2 separate regions of the Danio rerio genome follow, and region 2 is linked to region 1. The links are chromatin contacts, called in public Hi-C maps. All regions are on one chromosome and are shown on one strand. The core of a region is the stretch at or near the end of the contact, and the rest is flanking DNA. Distances in the headings are between cores, read along the strand shown.

Region 1 (4,276 bases), core at 1,574-4,073:
AAAAGTTTGGAACAATTTATAAGTCTATTTTCTTTTTTTGTGTGTGAACTGTCTGTTTAAGACCATTATTAATAAAGGTTAATAAACATCTTAGAAGCCAATTGTCCAATTACTTTTTTGGACCCTTAACAAGTGGGAGGCACATATGCAATCTGTTGTAATTCCTACACCGTTCACCTGATTTGGCTGTAAACACCCTCTAAAGCTGACAGTCTGCAGTTAAAGTACATCATCTTCATTTCAAAAAGAAATGTACAGAAATGTACTCGTATATGATCATATTTCTTGCTTTTATTTAGAAGTTCTAGACAAATGTTTGATTTAAAATGTGTGTGTATATATATATATATATATATATATATATATATATATATATATATATATATATATATATATATATATATATATATATATATATATATATATGTATATATATATATATATATATATGTATATGTGTATATTAAAATAAATATTAAATCTAAAACACTTTTTCAAAAACTAATGATTACAGGACCAACATAAAAATAAAATGAAACATTCCCACGATGCTATTATTCATGTTTCTGTCTGTATCCATGTAATGGTGTGTAATATTGCACTAATATAAATTATGAATTTTTTTTACCGTAAGTGAAGTTTCTCAACTAATTTTGAGGGAAGCATGTAATATGATTGATCTTGGCTGGTCTCTCATCTGTAAGCATTGGTAAACCAGTCGGATTATTCCAAACTCTTTGTAAGCAGCCTGTCTATCATTACTCCCAATCCACCCCATTTCTCCCTTTTATACATTACAATTTAGAATTTAAAGTAATTAAATAGTAACTATATTAAGAACAAACCATTTCTTTGATAACTGGAAAGGAATATTTGAACCTGTCGGTTTACAATATACTGATGCCCTTTTTTAAGCTTTATTGGTGGAGCATATCAGTAGAGGACAAGCTAGCCAGACAGTAATGTGTCAATTGTGAAATGGGCTAAATCTAAAAAAAAATGTAAAAAAAAAAAAAAAAACATCTATCCTGATGCGTTAAAATTCGATTAGAAAATCTTGAATGGTTATAAAAGTCTTTATAATTATTAAAATAATGTATAAAAATCATTAGTTTAAAAATCTTAAAAGATATTAATGATATGACAGATCTGAAAACTTCCTACTTCTGTTTATCCGACTGATTTTACGGTCAGCTTGTTTTGACCCCTTGTCGTTTTGTCGTTTTAAAGAATAACTCTACAGTGAACGCATCAAGTATAAAAGCCTCATATCCGTTTCGTGAGGTGTGCATGGAGTCAGCGGAGGTCCTTGACGTGGCGCCATGCGAAAGTATAAATCAGGCTTTACCAGGGGGACCTCTCGAGAACTACCTGATCTCATACCCCCTTACATGCTCATTGACCAGGCGGGAGCCCTGGGTTCAATTATCTCTAAGCTCAGGGTTCTTTTCTGGGACAGCATGCCAAACCTGCTATTAGTATCAAGCAATACATAATGTGAACTGTTGAAACAATGTATTTTGTGATACCACAAATTAAACTATAAAGCATAATATAAAATGATAGATTTTTTATTTTACCCATATTATATATATCATCCAACACAAGCTCACTGCAACTCGGAACTTTTTGATTAAGTGTCTAATTCATATGAAATCCTGAAATCATATGAACTTATTCGTACAGTTTGCTTATCTCCTAATGATGGTTAGGTTTAGGGGTGGGCTTTGGTGCCACGCCTCCTCTTTAGAATCCACATTTTCATATGACTAAACTCATATGAATTAGCCACTAAACTGAAAAAAAATCTTTGTTTCCTCATGAGATCAGGCAGAAATCATCATATTGCACAGCCCTACTTTATAGTATTTATGTATTCCAAATCTCATTAATTTATTAATGCATGTAAATCAGATGTGATCTATTGTTCTGCTCTAACTCATTTTTAATGGGTAGGAGAGTATTGTGTCATTGACCCATACGCTGGTGATTCTGTCTCTCAGGCAGGAAGGCTTGTGGTCACTCCAGACTGATGGTGAGCGAATGGTCTGAGGAAGAGGTGTTGGCATGGTTACGAGAGGAGGGGCTGGAGGCCGTGACTGACGCATTTAAATCCAATAACATCGATGGAGAAGAGCTACTCTCTCTCAGCAAGGAGACACTCAGCTCTGACTTGCACATTGGTAAAATCATTCAGTGTGTTTTCTGTTCATGTCTTGCTGCATTCACCTTATTCTTTCATATAAGAGCCATTGGAACCTTATTTGCTGTTACAAACACTTCTATTGATTTTATTTATTTTTAGTCATAAAAACGGCTTATTATTTTGCTGCTTGATGATGCTAACTTGCATTATTTTTATGCATGGTCACAAACTCAATTGTTTGTCAGTAGTTTGAGTGATTACTTAAGTTTATTATTCCCAATCTTTTCCACATAGACAAATGAATCTGAAATAAGAGCATTGCAGAATGAGCTCGATACTGTATATTTGAGCAAAATATAACCATTTTATGTGAGGAGCCTCTTCCTTCCACAATGGAAATGTCAGGCTGACTGCTGAACAGCTGAGCCCAAGCCTCTTTCATTCATTTGAAAGCATCACTTCAGAGCTTGAAACAAAGGAAAACTGATTAGCTTCATTGAATTTCATAGTGTATTATGAGACATTGGACAGATAGAGTGTGATTACCTTCGTCTGCATTTCTTCTTCAGGTCAATCACCCCTTCGTAAAGCATTTTTTTGAATGCTCGCTGATGAAAGCAGTGTTTTAGGAGCCTTTCAGTGGTTTAGGGGGTTTCCATGACAACGCTGGTCAAAGCATGTGGCTGAATCTTAATAACAGCTTGCTTGTTTACAAACTTTCCCTGGCTCTTTTCAATATGAATGTGTGGTGGCATTTGAATGTACAAGTCACGCTATTAACTAATTAAGACTATTAGCGCGATAAACCATTAATTAGCTGCTGCAGAAGCTAGTAGTTGGGTTTATGTATTGGGTAGGATTAGAGATGTAGAATAAGATCTTAATAGGCAGGTAATAAAAGTTAATAGTTGCTAAAGTGTTACCAAACGTTTTTGCAACTCCTTACCCCAAAATCAGCATTAATAACACAGACCATTTCTGAGTACCAAATACTATTACTAAAAGTAGCATTACATTTTTGGTAATTTACAAAAGTTTGACCAAAACTTAAAATTCTGTCTTGCGGATGTTTTTGTGATGTGGTCATAATATTCTGGCTTATCCATCTTTTCTTTTTCTCTGGCTTTACCTGACAAAAGTCTTATCGCCTATCCAAGTTTTAGAAACACCAAATAATAACTTGACTTCTATTTGATCATTTAGTATCAGAAGTGGCAAAGGCCTCTAGATTACACTTATTTTAGCAGAATAAAATATGATCATGTCTTGATTTTTAATTATTTAATTAGGACAATAAGGTCTTACTTTGCTTAGACAAAAGTCATGTCACTTAACAGAAATAATACAGTACAGTGTAGAGTATAAAGTCATGCTGCAGTGCAAAAAAATAAAAAATATTGTGGATGACTCTTATGAGCTTGGAGGACTGAACCCATACATCTCTGCAATCACTCAAATAAATTATCAATAAAGTCATCTGAAATGACAAAGAAAGTGTTCTTGCAGGACTCCCAGAGTTCATCAAGATTCTTTGGATTCATCTTTAATGCCTCCTCCTTCATCATACCTCAGACTTGCTCAGTAATGTTCATATCTGGTGATTAGGCTGGCCAATCCTGGAGCACCTTGACCTTTTTTGCTTTCATGATTTTTGATGTGGATTTTTGATGTCTCACACGCCCCCATACTGAATGGAACCCCAAACCATGATTTTTCTTTCACCAAACTTGACAGATTTCTATGAGCATCTTTGGTCGATGCGGGTACCAATAGGTCTGCAGTATTTGTGATGATTGAGATGCAGTTGAATAGATTCATCAGTTAAATCTACCTTCTGCCACTTTTCCAAATGGTCAACTAGAAGTTAAGTTATTATTTTTTGCTCTTACAACTGGAATTGACAATAAGAATTTTGTCTGGTAGTGTAAATACAGTATAGTGCCTCAGACATGTATCACAATATAATAATAGTGCAGGAATGACCTTAACTTCAGAATTGTGCCGATGTCATGCAGAATTATATAAAACCCACATGGATTTTCCTGTGTATACATTACCTAACAGCAAATCTTGATTGAGTTTTGAGGAAAAATAATGGAAAGTGGCCAAAATAAGAACTAATCCTAGAGA
Region 2 (4,338 bases), core at 1,213-3,712, 110 kb after region 1:
AAGCAGCACAACAGTTTTCAGCGTTGATTATAATTACAATGATCACAAATCTTGAACTTAAATCACTATATTAGAATGACCTCAGAATAATCAAGACTTAAGCAGTTACATAGAAAAATGCCATCACATGCATGAATTAATACAGAATAGCCCTACATTCTATATTGCCAGTTAGATTTCTGCTGGTATCAAATTTTCTTGTTGTGATTAATTGATCGTGTTTTTAATCAGGCTATTATCATGATATTGACCTAATCTGCACTAAAATTACTTAAACTGTAAATACAATAATATTTTTTAATCATATCTGTTAAAGTCAGAATTTTTAACCCCCTTTTATTATTATTTTTTTTGTAAATATTTCCCAAATTATGTTTAACAGAGCAAGGAAATTTTCACAGTATGTCTGATAATATTTTTTCTTCTGGAGGAAGTCTTGTTTGTTTTATTTCGGCTAGAATAAAAGCAGTTTTTAATTTTTAAAAAAACATTTAAGGAAAACTTATTAGCCCCTTTAAGATATTTGTTGCCCATAGTCTACAGAACAAACCATTGTTCTACAATAACTTACCTAATTACCCTAACCTGCCTAGTTAAAATAATTAACATAGTTAAGCTTTTAAAAGTCACTTTAAGCTGTAATGTATTGAAAAATATCTAGTAAAATATTATTTACTGTCATCATGGCAAAGATAAAATACATCAGTTATTAGAAATTAGTTTTTAGTTTAAAAATGCATTGAAAAAAGTCTCTCTATCAAACAGAAAAATTGTGGGGGGGGGGGGGGGGTTTGATAAACAGAGGAGTTAATAATTCAGGGGGCTAATAATTCTGACTTCAACTGTATGTAAATGTTCAGAGTAAGGAAATGTTTCAACCTAACAACAACCTAAATCCAAGGATTATAAAGCACATCAGGTAACACTCTACTGCAATGGCTCATTTGTAAATGAATTAAAATCAACAGTGAGAAAAGAGATTCATTACAGTACATATTGGAAAAATAAAAATATAACTAAATTTTATTAGTCATTAACTTGGAATTAGATTATGACTATGATTTTACTGGATATCATGCATTAACTAAAAGATTTACATCAGCTAAGATTAAAGTGTTTGTAGCTTCATAGTGAGTTTAGATAAATTAACTAATGTTAATTATAGGTGCTGTTATGAACACCACTGCAAATACAATGTGAATATTCTCAAAAAGCACTCTAAAGGTTTAACTAATAAATAATTATTTATGTTAATTTATGAGCCCACAATACCAATATTCATTAACACTGAAATATTAAATATCGGCATATCTCTATCTATTGCCAGATGCCATCCAGTTTTTCCTGGATGGACTTTTGGAACTATAAAAACACAAAACAACATTAAATTCTTCCCTATTTAAAGCTTTTTTTTCTCAATTTGACTTCTTTTTTGCTTTATTGTAACGTTCTAACATGACATTGTTTCACATTGCATGTTTAGTACCGCAATGCAGGGTTAACCCTGCGAAAGCAATGCTATCCAGGGCATCATAACACTGCATAAAAATCAGTGCTGACCCTAAATTATAAATCACAAGCCTGAAAAGTTCCTTTACCTGGAGTCAAAAGTGGCCTTTAAACTGATGTTAAGCTGCGGTTTAGTGCAATGTAAAAAGCCAGTACCTGTAAACCCTCCATATTTCACACAAAAATTCCTGAAATTAATTAGATTTACCAGTGCAGAGCTTAATGTTACCATCCTAACTGCATCACAAAACCAAAAACAACAAGAAAATCAGCTTGAACACTAGCACAAAGCTTAAACATCCAGAACTTTGCACAGATGAAGAATGCAAGCATTAGAAAAGAGCAAGATTAGACAGAAGTACACACCAAGTAAAAAAAAAAAAAAAAAGTAAGAGGGAGGGAGGAATGCGGTTTAATGGACTGCTGGATTTACCGAACTCTCAGCTGTAAATTCGTGTAACTCCCCACATCAGAAAAACACCATCCCTCAGTTTATGACAAGGGCAAATCTTACTCAGACTGTGGGGACTTTCCATTGACTATTATTTTCTTTTTTTATATATATATTTGGGCAATGCTAATTTACATCCCCTAAACTTAACCCTCACACAAAGCAGATTCTCTAATCAATCAATACAAATGTACATTCCGAAGACATTTGGTCCCCACGAAGTAACATCGCCTTACCCACACACAATGATCACTGCATAAACAAAAGCACACGTTGACTCAAAAGTGCAGACTATCAGAATTGTGCCACAGATTCTGACACACACAGAAGAAGTTACTCACCAGTATTGCTCTTCTTCCTGTTCTTCAGACTGCAGGTGACAGGAGCTCCGGGAACGCAAAGATTCTCCACATATTTGGGAGTCCTGATTGAACCTGCAGACAGAGTGAAAATGAGAGGAAAACCGGAGCTGAGAGAGTGAGAGAGAGAGAGAGAGATACACGCGCACACACAGAGAGACAGTTAAGTCTTTCCAGATGGGATTTTAAGGCTGGCGTTCTGAGCTGTGTGTGTGATGGTTGCGATCGGCTGTCCTGTACTCCCAGAGAGATTCCAGTATAAACGAGGAGTCTGTAATGATTTTAATCTCCCTGAGCAGTTTCTCCTGTGTCTGCTGAGTCAGAGTCGAGCTTTACTGGCATGACTGTCAACATGCACAACACTGCCAAAGCATGCAAATGACTTGTAATTTAGGGGGTGTAAAAAAGAAAGAAAAAAAAGAAAGAAATGGAAAGAAAATGAAAGAACAAAAACACAAAGCATTTAGTGAAATTTAAATAAATAATATATTTTTTGAACAATCTTTTTGATGAGATATGTGACAATATAACAAAAATGTTACAATATAACACATCACAATCATATTTACATCTTTGTTTATAATTTAAAATGAAAAACAACAAAAACAAACAAAAAAGATGATGAAAAAGAGGGGTTGGGGGCATCATAGATTATTCTTTAGGAAGAAATTGTTGAAAATACAAATCATCCATATACAAGATATGAGATCATCAATATGATAATGGTTTGATTAAATAAATCTTTCGGAAATAGGGCAATATGTAGATAGGCCAAGTCAGTGTCAACTTACACTCACCGGCCATATTAATAGGTACACCCTTACTAGTAGCGGGCTGGACCCCTTTTGCCTTTGCAACTGCCTTAATCCTTTTTAGCATAGATTCAACAAGGTACGAGAAATATTCCTCAGGGATTTTGGTCCATATTGACATGATAGCATCACGCAGTTGCTGCAGATTTTTCGGCAGCACATCCATCTCCCGTTCTACCACATCCCAGAGGTGCTCTATTGGATTGAGATCTGGTTACTGTGGAAACCCTTTGAGTACAATGAACTTATTATCATGTTCAAGAAATCAGTCTGAGATTATTTGTGCTTTATGACATGGTGTCTTATCCTGCTAAAAGTAGCCATCAGAAGATTAGTACACTGTGGTCTTAAAGGGATGAACATGGTCAGCAACAGTACTCAGATGGGCTGTGAAGTTGACATGATGCTCAATTGGTACTATTGGGCCCAAAGTGTGTGAAGAAAATATCCCCCACACCATTACACCACCACTACCAACCTGAACCGTTGATAAGGTTGGACGGAAGGATGGATCCATGCTTTCATGTTGCTGACGCCAAATTCTGACCATCCGAATGTCGCAGCAGAAATCAAGACTCATCAAACCAGACTATATTTTTCCAATCTTCTATTGTCCAATTTTGCTGAGCCTGTGAGAATTGTAGCCTCTGTTTCCTGTTCTTAGCTGACAGGAGTGGCACCTGGTGTGATCTTCTGCTGCTGTAGCCCATCCGTCTCAAGGATTGACGTGTTGTGCGTTCAGTGATGCTCTTCTTCATACCTTGGTTGTAACCAGTGGTTATTTGAGTTACTGTTGCCATTCTATATGACCATTCTCCTCTGACCTCTGGCATCAACAAGGCATTTGTGCACACAGAACTGCCACTCACTAGATATTTTCTCTTTTTCTGACCATTCAGTGTAAACCCTAGAGATGGCTGTGCATGAAAATCCCAGTAGATCAGCAGTTTCTGAAATACTCAGACAAGCCCACTTGACACCAACAACCATGCCATAATCAGTCACTTAAATCACCTTTCTTACCTATTCTGGTTCTCGGTTTGAACTGCAGCAGACCGTCTTGACTGTGTCTACATGCCTAAATGCATTGAGTTGCTGCCATGTGATTAACTAATTAGAAATTTGCATTAACGAGCAGTTGGACAGGTGTGTCTAATAAAGTGGCCAGTGAGTGTATCCTGTTTCGTTAAGCAAACTGCTGAAATTT

Evidence for each region. Hi-C and Micro-C count contacts between places; a contact is called where the count stands out from the background.
Region 2: a contact with region 1 is called in a Hi-C map of embryo, with 4 times the contacts expected there. The contact joins two enhancer-like sites. A contact is called at or near these places in 8 of 18 Hi-C or Micro-C datasets (caudal fin, embryo, fibroblasts and 2 more) and 1 of 4 datasets of contacts at active chromatin or transcription factors (caudal fin).

The regions. Positions count from the first base shown.
Region 1 is chr6:12,982,993-12,987,268 of GRCz12tu, forward strand. wdsub1 (WD repeat, sterile alpha motif and U-box domain containing 1) reads left to right here. Exons shown (of 12, transcript NM_001077769.1): 10 at 2,004-2,183. Among named protein-coding and RNA genes, the nearest start is that of wdsub1, 17 kb to the left of the region's middle. Within about 2 kb of position 2,824, at least 4 of the 62 cell types and tissues checked have an H3K27ac peak or open chromatin away from gene starts, as enhancers often do.
Region 2 is chr6:13,096,204-13,100,541 of GRCz12tu, forward strand. tanc1a (tetratricopeptide repeat, ankyrin repeat and coiled-coil containing 1a) reads right to left here. Exons shown (of 27, transcript XM_005165845.5): 4 at 2,302-2,394. Among named protein-coding and RNA genes, the nearest start is that of tanc1a, 62 kb to the right of the region's middle. Within about 2 kb of position 2,463, at least 9 of the 62 cell types and tissues checked have an H3K27ac peak or open chromatin away from gene starts, as enhancers often do.